Linked DNA regions of Zea mays: region 1 is linked to region 2. A link is a contact called in public Hi-C data. All regions are on one chromosome and are shown on one strand. The core of a region is the stretch at or near the end of the contact, and the rest is flanking DNA. Distances in the headings are between cores, read along the strand shown. Region 1 holds the start of LOC103650408 (serine/threonine-protein kinase D6PKL1). Region 2 holds the start of LOC100283303.

Region 1 (4,164 bases), core at 169-2,668, 650 kb after region 2:
ATAGCCTTCTTAGCGCTTGCTTCATATTAACAGCCTTGGAGGATATCCCAATGCCTGCATTTTGAGACAACCCAGACCTAGCTGGTTTCTTCAGAACACTCTTACCCAGCGCATCTCCACCTGTACTGCCAGGACTAAGCGCGCGTCGGAAGGTCCTGCTATCGATAGCTTTAAGGAGCTGGTCGAGGTCATCTTCCACAGAATAATCATGACTTTTGCCGCGTTTCTCCTCATCTTTGAGTTTAATATGCAGCAAGCTGGATCCACCAGAGGGTGTAGTATCGAATTCCTCGGTGGACTCAACTATCTCAGAGCTACAGCCAGATGACTCCATGGCCCAATTAGACTAATTCAACACTGGCAGACAAGGAATACGCCAACTCAGTCCGTCGCCGGCAGGGGCATCCTGGGCAGGCAAGCCTGCACCTTCCACTGAACGTCTTCCAAGATGAGAGCACCAGGGAGCTCCCAGAAAAGTAGCCTTTTAATGGCAAGCGCAGCAACCAGCGCACACCCTGCAAAGACCATAAGGTCCAAAGTTAGTGATTGAGACATAGCGACAACTACGTCTTTAAAACTGCTGAGGAATTTAGAAAAAAAAATAAATTCAGAGGCGAGAACGCAAGGCGCCAAAGAGAAATATACACTTGATAACCTAATCAACTAACTGGCAAGCAGGGGTAGTGCAAATAAAAATTTTTGGAAGCCAGAGTTTAGGGGGGGGAGGGGGGGGGGGGGGGGGGGGGGGGGGGGGGGGGGGGGTGACAGAAGGCCAGATTCTCCACAAAGAACCCATTTTCGCTCACCGTTACGAATCAGCAGGCAGAAGAAACGAAAATGGAAACAGGGACAACTGCCTCTCGCAGAACGAACAGACCAGTTAGATCTACTAAAACACAGGAAAAGGAGAGGAAAAACTGAAACTTTTCTGCTCATGGAGAAATACACGAAGCTAGCTCCAGATCCAAACGGCGGCGGCGCCAACTCGGCTCTAACGATACCGCATTTCGCGGAGCCGCTATGAACCCTGCCGAAACAGCAAATTCGCAACTAATCTGAACCCAGCCTCACCCATGTACCGGATTTAGGATCGGGAGAGCGGCTCAAGAGCGGAGCTGGTTGCTGAAGATTACCAGGAAATGCCGGCTCAGATCTCCACGCGTGGAAGGGGCACAGGCGGTGGAATAGTGGTGCCGTTGGCACTTGGCACTGCGTCCTGGCAGGACGAGCTCAGCTGCTGGAATGGCGGCTTCGGAGGTGTACTGGTGTATAGAGGGCAAGGAGCACACAGAGGAGAGAGAAAGGGGTAGAGACTTAAAGAGAAAGAGAGAGAGGAGACGAGTCGGCATATAGGGCGTCCAGGATCCTCCGTGCAGACTGGAGAGGGCCACCAGTGGCAACTCCCGGTGCCGTTTGGGCGGGTCCTCGGCCGTCGAATCATGATCTAAACCGGCTGCAAATAGTGTGATAGCACAGTCCAAATACTCTCTTAATACCAAAATAATATTTATTTTTAAGATTTTAAGATGTTAATAGATTTATACAATATTTGATATATTATATATGTGTCTAGATTTATTAATATCTATTTAAATAAAAAAACATCAAAACGAATTATATAATAGGACAGATGGAGTATATTTTCATAATAAATTAGGGTTCTTAATATTTTTAGTTTAAAAATGAATAGATATAAAGTTCAATTCTAATCTAATTCGATCCTTAATTTTATAGCGTAGATTCTGTTACCCCTAAATTAATATTTTATAGCGTAGATTCCGTTACCCCTAAACGAATTATCTTAATAGATATTGCTTGCTGGTTTAACGCTTCCATCAAAAAATACAATTCTAGATTTTGACTAATTTAATATTTTATATTTTAAATAAATTTATATAAAATATTAATATTGATGTTTATAATTAGATTTACTGTATATTTATATTATATAATCAATATAATAATGCTTATTCTATATAGTGCAGCATTATTTGTCACCTAACTTCACCGAGCCGAAGTAAGAACACTTACTAATTTTCAGAAATGACTGAATACCGCTTAGTCATTATCGGTAATTAGGTGAAGTTTCACTTGAATTGAAGTGGTGAATAGCGTATATAATATTTCAAACGTCAAAAGTTTTTATATAGATTTAACTAAATTAAAATTCTTTAGTTCTTTGAAAAAAATAAGGGTTGTATTTGTTAGCAATATATTGCAATTATGAAATGATAGCATCATCACACACAATTATTTTGTTAACCCCTCTCTCTCCATATGTCGGAGGAAGAGAATGTAGCGTATACTTAACAAGTATTATACAAATGTTATATTTTACTTACGAATATATATTTAAAAAAATATTGTACGAGAGTATAATCTCTAAAACAAGCAGTAAATCAAATAAACGGTATACAGTCGAATACGAAATACTGCCTCTGTCTTTCAATATTTGACGCTATAGTACAAAATGTACTACAAAACGTCAAAATAAAAAAAAGGAACAATTGGATCTATACCATTAAAAGATTCAAACTTTAGATATATACCATGGACCCCACATGTCATTGACTCATGTGGACCCACATGTAAGTGAGATAGTAATGGTATGGATCCAAAGTGGTGATCTTTTAATGGTATGGATCCAAATTTCCCTAAAAAATGGAGGGAGTAATAAAAAAACACCAACAAAAAAACCACGAAAGAAAAGCTCTAACTTGAGTAAAAAACCAATAACCAAGATAAAAAAAAAGCTCAGCGAGCGAGTAGGTTAGGTAAAAGACACTAAGGTAAGATTAAAGGTAAGTAACTAGTATCGATCCACGGGAGCAAGGAACAAGAAAGGTCTTGAGCTGCCAAGAATAATGTACCTAGGTCGGGAGCAGGGGTTGGTGGAATAACCGGACAAGCCTAAGTATCTAGCTTTGCTCACCTTGTTGAAACTAGCCTCGTTGCAATAGATAAATCCTTTCCCGTTGAGAATGAACAACTTTACCATTCCACTGTCTTTGCTGGAACTGCGGTCTTCACTAAACTAACTGCCCGTTTCACTTGTCTCGTAGCTGGCTTGGAATAAGAAAAGTCTTTTCTTCCTTCCCCGTGAGCTAGAAGGAAGAGTTTTGGGCTTTCCCATTTGGAGAAAATTCCCTCTATGCCATTAAATTATACCAATTCCTTATGTGTCATTGGAAATTATAGCATTCCCTCTATGCCATCGGTTTTAGACTTTGATTTCCTCTATGCCATTGTCGTCCATTCACTTACTTATGTACTTGGACCCACATGGCATTAACCCTCCCTTCCATCCCTCGTGTGCACGCTCCTCCCTTCCATCCCACCCAAACCACTTCTCCGTGTGGTCCTCGCTACCGCACGGCCACGCTAGCCCAGCCTCGCAAGAACGTCCTTCCATACTACTAGTGTTACGCGCTAGCCCGACCACGTCGGCGTGTCCTTCCACACTGCCAGCCTCGTGTCGCCGACCCAACGCATCCTCTCACGCTGCCAACTCCACGTGCCCATGTCGTCGATCCACGCTCCATCGCGCAGCCACGCCGACACATCCTCCCGCGCCGCCTCTTTGCTTTCCCGTGGGAGCGCATTACGGTTGCGGCGCTACCTGCGGCTGATGCCGTTGCAGCCATCACTACCCTAGCACACACACCGACTCAGGTAGGAGAAGCAGTAGCAAACATCGGTGCGCCCTCGCCGCGGCCATGGCATTTGCTCCACCGCACCATGGCCGGCTCGCCCTCCCCACGCGTCCGCTCTGCCTTGCACGGCGCGCCATTGAGAGCACCTAGAGGGGGGGGTGAATAGGTGATCTTGTAAAACTTCAAAACTTATGCCACAAAAACTTGTTAAGTGTTAGCACAAGTATGGCCAAGTGGCTAGAGAGGAGTCAAAACACAATAACCACAAGAAATCAATCACAGAGATGACACGGTGGTTATCCCGTGGTTCGGCCAAGTACAAAAACTTGCCTACTCCACGTTGTGGCGTCCCAATGGACGAGAGTTGCACTCAACTCCTCTCAAGTGATCCAATGATCAACTTGAATACCACGGTGTTCTTGCTTTTCTTTTCTCAATCCCGTTTGCGAGGAATCTCCACAACTTGGAGCCTCTCGCCCTTACAAAAGATGTTCACAGAGAATCACGGAGC
Region 2 (4,329 bases), core at 187-2,686:
GCATTGGCCACCCCAATACTATGTTCTTCCTAGCCGAGCAGATTGAGGATGAAGTACTATGTCGGTTGAGCAAATGTGCACATGAATTTGACTTGGCTTCATTCAAGCTGTTCTCATAAAATATAGTCTTTGTTCTTTATCTGTCTCATGAATTTTTTAAAGTCAATCTAAAGGTCCATACCATTCATATTTGGCTTCTCATTTGTTGATTTCAATCTTTTGCTTTTGCCAATGGTTTTCGTCGACGCAATTAAGTTTTTCTCAACTCCTTGACATATCGCCATTGCATTTTTGAAATAAATTGATACTTATGTTTTTATCTAGGTTAGATGTTGTGCCGCTTTTTATGGTATCATCTTGTTGAGGTGGATGACTGCTTAGGTTGGCATGTTCTCTGATTTAGATTGTTTTGCTATATATGATCAAGACATTTGAGAATAGTTGGATCAGTAACCAATATAGTATTTAAGGGAAAATACATTAGAAGGATGATGTTGATCTTGGCAACATCATTCAAGTCAATTGGCTTGCGCCAATACTTTTTTGGCTGATCTCAATGCTAACCTTTTGTTGGCTAGATTGTCTCGCTAATTTTAAAAAGGGAGAAATATTATCAGAGTTAGAAAGATTGATTATTAGTTTGTTTACAGATTCATGAGCCGGAAGGTTGTATTTTGTTTTGATGTTTAATTGAATTTTGTTAGATATTCTTATCCTTTCTGCACTACCGGAGGGTGCTATGTGTAGTCCTAAGTCTGAGGCGCCGTTTGATATCTCTATCTCACGTCTAACAGGTTTTTTTAATAAAAAAATTATAATCTTCTGATAGTCTAAATTAATTAAGTGATAACAATTAATACAGAGCATCGATTTGATTCGTAGCTAGCTCTTATGCAATTGTTTTGGAGCCAAGCTATGTTTAAAATTATGGTTTAAATTGTGCAATTAATGTTGTAATATCTTTTAGATATTTATTTTAATATTTTTGCATGTTATTAGACCTGATCATGGGCCACCCGATCCGATCCGTCCGAAAAAATCAGATCCGACCCGACCAATGCAACGGACGTGTACGAGCTATAATTTTTGACCCGCAATAATTCACGGACCGTGTACAACTATGATTTTTGACCTAAAACCCGACCAAATCCAAAAAAAGCCTACCAAAGCCAACAAACCCGACCTAACCCCGAAAAACCCAACCCGACACGTCAAACGTGAAGGCACCGGCCAACATGACTCAAATTATACATGAGTCGGGTATAAACCGTGCTAAATGGCCCATGCCCTAAACCTTAAACGTCGGGTTAGGTATGAGCCGTGCTAAATGGTCCGACGTTTGAGCAGATCTACATAGTATTATTTTGCTCCCACTGTATTATATAGGCGGTCGCAACTCACGGTTATTTAACTATACTCAAGATAACAGTAACGGTGAAAAGGCTAGCCAAGAAAACGACTGGGCGCACGAGGCTTCTGTGTTCTGTGACTTCTGTCCCTATCCACACGACCCCGACATTCCATGGGCGACTCCGGCGGACCCCACCACCACCGCCCTTCGCCGCCGCCTCTGCTGGACGCCGGCAAGCGACGGCGCATCCCCAACGTCCGCCTCGCTGGCTCCGTCCCGCTCCCTTCCCACCTGCCCCACCCGCGCCGCGTCCCCATTGCCCCCGCCACCAGGTCCCGCAAACCCCTCCAACTTCAGCATAACAGCAACCAGCATGACCACCCCTCCGCGGAGCCACCCAATACCCTCCTAAAACCCTTCGTCGACAGCGGCGACGACGTCGTCTTGGCCGCCGCTTTTCCCCGCAAGGTCAGGGCCCCGAAGTCCACAGCATGGGAGGATTCGGAGATGGAGACGGAGACGGAAATGGAGGAGCAGGAGGAAGTGGTGGACGTGCCGAGCTGGCTATGGGGGATGGGTATGGGGCGCTACGCGGCGGCGTTCGAGGCGCACGAGGTGGATGCTGAGGTGCTCCCCTGGCTCACTATGGACGACCTCCGGGACATGGGCATTGGTGCTGTCGGAGCACGCCGCAAGCTCTTCTGCGCCATCCAGAGGCTCAATTTGCAGCCGCCTCCATCACGGAGGTGAAACGTTCTGTCTAACCTTCGTGCTGTGGTCTGTGGTCGTGCTAGCTAGTCCGGCGCCCTCTCTTTGCTAGGGGACTAGGATGCATGGGTCTTAGAGTGGGTGTGCAAAGTCTAAAACATGATCGGTTTGCTTAGCTGTGAAACTATAGCATGGTCGGTTTGCGGCGCCCGTTGCATAGTGTAGATGTGGAGAAGGCGAAATAGAAATGCTAACTCCACTGTTTTTGGTGTTGTCTAATGCTTTCGTGGAAGTGCTAGGATGATGTGTTGTTGGATGTAAATGTGAAAGATATGGAATAGTAATGCTCAGTTGTTGACCTCATGTTTCGAACATCATTGCTCCGTTCTTTTCTTCACTGGGCTTGGATTAGTGGAATTTCGACATCTAAGATAATGAAACATGCTATGTGCGTGCATTATGTTATGAATTTAAGTTCATCTTGCAGGTGAGAATTGCACAGGAATTTCAAGTAGGGAGTTTGTCTATGCTGTGTTGCTATCCAAATTGCTTTTCTGGTATTAGTGTTCCCACATGCTTAGATTGCTGAAAATGTTGAGCTTTTGGGTGTGCCAAATATCTTGCCAAAGAATTTAAATTATGCCATGTCGATTTTGCATAACTGATCATCTGCTGCAGAGCAAAGCTTGAATGTCAATTATTATTACCTTTTCTAAATGCTATTACTAGCCTTCAACTTTCCCTATTGGCCATCTTATTTGGTACTGTTTACTGTATCCCATTTAGTGTTTAGTTGCTTCAGGGTATACAACCCATGAGACAGTACACATGGAAATGATAATATACTGCATCCAGCTGTGCCCCTCTGTTGTATTTTTGGAGTTACAATGACCAGCAGGTATGCGACTTAACTTTATTAATGAACGCACTTCTATCAATGTTTAATGTAGGGTAGAGGCAACATTTCTTTATAATAGTGTTCAAATGATTGTTTTTGAACCTTAGTCATCTAAACAGGCATGAGTTCCATATATGTTCGAATATGTCCAAGTATTATCAAGGCATTAATGTTTAGCTTCTCTAGAACTAATTATTGTTGATGTTTACATAGGCCTTTGCATTAGCAGTGCTGTGAAATTGGTGAAGTTGTTGTGAAATTAACATGCGATGCCCAATCTAATAATGTTCAAATGATAATTTATGGTTTATACATAAGTGTAAGCTTCAATAAGTGTTTCAATAAGTGTCATAGTGTCCCCTGAATTGGGTAATAGCGGGGCATGGTCCGAAATGTCCCTAGATAGGGCATTCACCGTCGCTTTTGGATATTTCTCCTCCCATTCAGTAGTGACCAAAACTCTATAAAGTTTCTCGTATGTGGGATTTTGGCGCGCATTAGCCCATGTGTACAGCCTACCAGACATCACCAATTCTCTTAGATCAAGACCAACAATCACGACATTAAAGAGGAAAGGCCAATGATGATTGAATCTATCGTTGTTTTTTCATCTGCTTTTCTAAGGATGTTAAAATCCCCACCAATTATGATAGGATATGATAACATTACACCAAAGCATGAGAACAAACTGAGTAATATTATTCTACGCGTCGCTACGAATCCGTAGGTTCGAGAACCACTAAAATCGGAATTAAAACAAATTAGTTATGGATTTTTTTTAAGTTTTCTAGAATTATTTTTATACTAAAAATCAATTTCTACTTTCATTTTATAATTACCAAATGCCCCCGGACTGTGGCCACTATCTCTCAAGACTGCAGGGTGTTTCATATAAACTTTAGGACCTATTTGATATAATACTTACACAACGGTGGACTGCGGGTTAGTTTTAAATAAAAGTGAGGTCTCTTTTGCAATATGGCCGAGCCGAAGGGATACCTTTGATCCCTGGCCGTTGGATCTTTGTCGAAGCGCCCGGATTAGATCCTTAACCCCTTTGAACCGGTACGTGATCACGACCGTAGGATGAGAGATCTACGGTCCGAATTTAAAGTCTTTCGATCTGATCTCGATCGTTCGTTCGCGTTCAAACGACTCCGATAAAACTGGTGAAGGGGTACTCTTTATTCTGATCTAACATCTATGCAGAGATCAACGGTCCCCATTTAATGAAATGCAGAAATAATCGCGGCTGACCATGACCGATCTAACGTCACTGAGCGTGCGACCCAATTTCGTTACTCAGTCGCGACGGTGGTGGCGCCCTCGCCGCCCCATGGCCGTCCACCGCCCCCGCCCGTGAAACACCAGG

What was found. A called contact is a pair of places that touch in the nucleus more often than the background predicts.
Region 1: a Hi-C map of ear shows a contact between it and region 2, with 2.9 times the contacts expected there. The contact joins the promoter of LOC103650408 here to the promoter of LOC100283303 in region 2. A contact is called at or near these places in 2 of 25 Hi-C or Micro-C datasets (ear and tassel).

The regions. Positions count from the first base shown.
Region 1 is chr3:95,303,482-95,307,645 of Zm-B73-REFERENCE-NAM-5.0, forward strand. It overlaps LOC103650408 (serine/threonine-protein kinase D6PKL1), which reads right to left and starts at 1,419. Exons shown (of 3, transcript XM_008675976.4): 1 at 1,134-1,419; 2 at 1-515. The coding sequence starts at 334.
Region 2 is chr3:94,653,548-94,657,876 of Zm-B73-REFERENCE-NAM-5.0, forward strand. It overlaps LOC100283303, which reads left to right and starts at 1,437. Exons shown (of 1, transcript NM_001366961.1): 1 at 1,437-2,431. The coding sequence starts at 1,523. The coding sequence ends at 2,101. It overlaps LOC103650404 (a long non-coding RNA gene), which reads left to right. Exons shown (of 2, transcript XR_002268030.2): 2 at 1-138.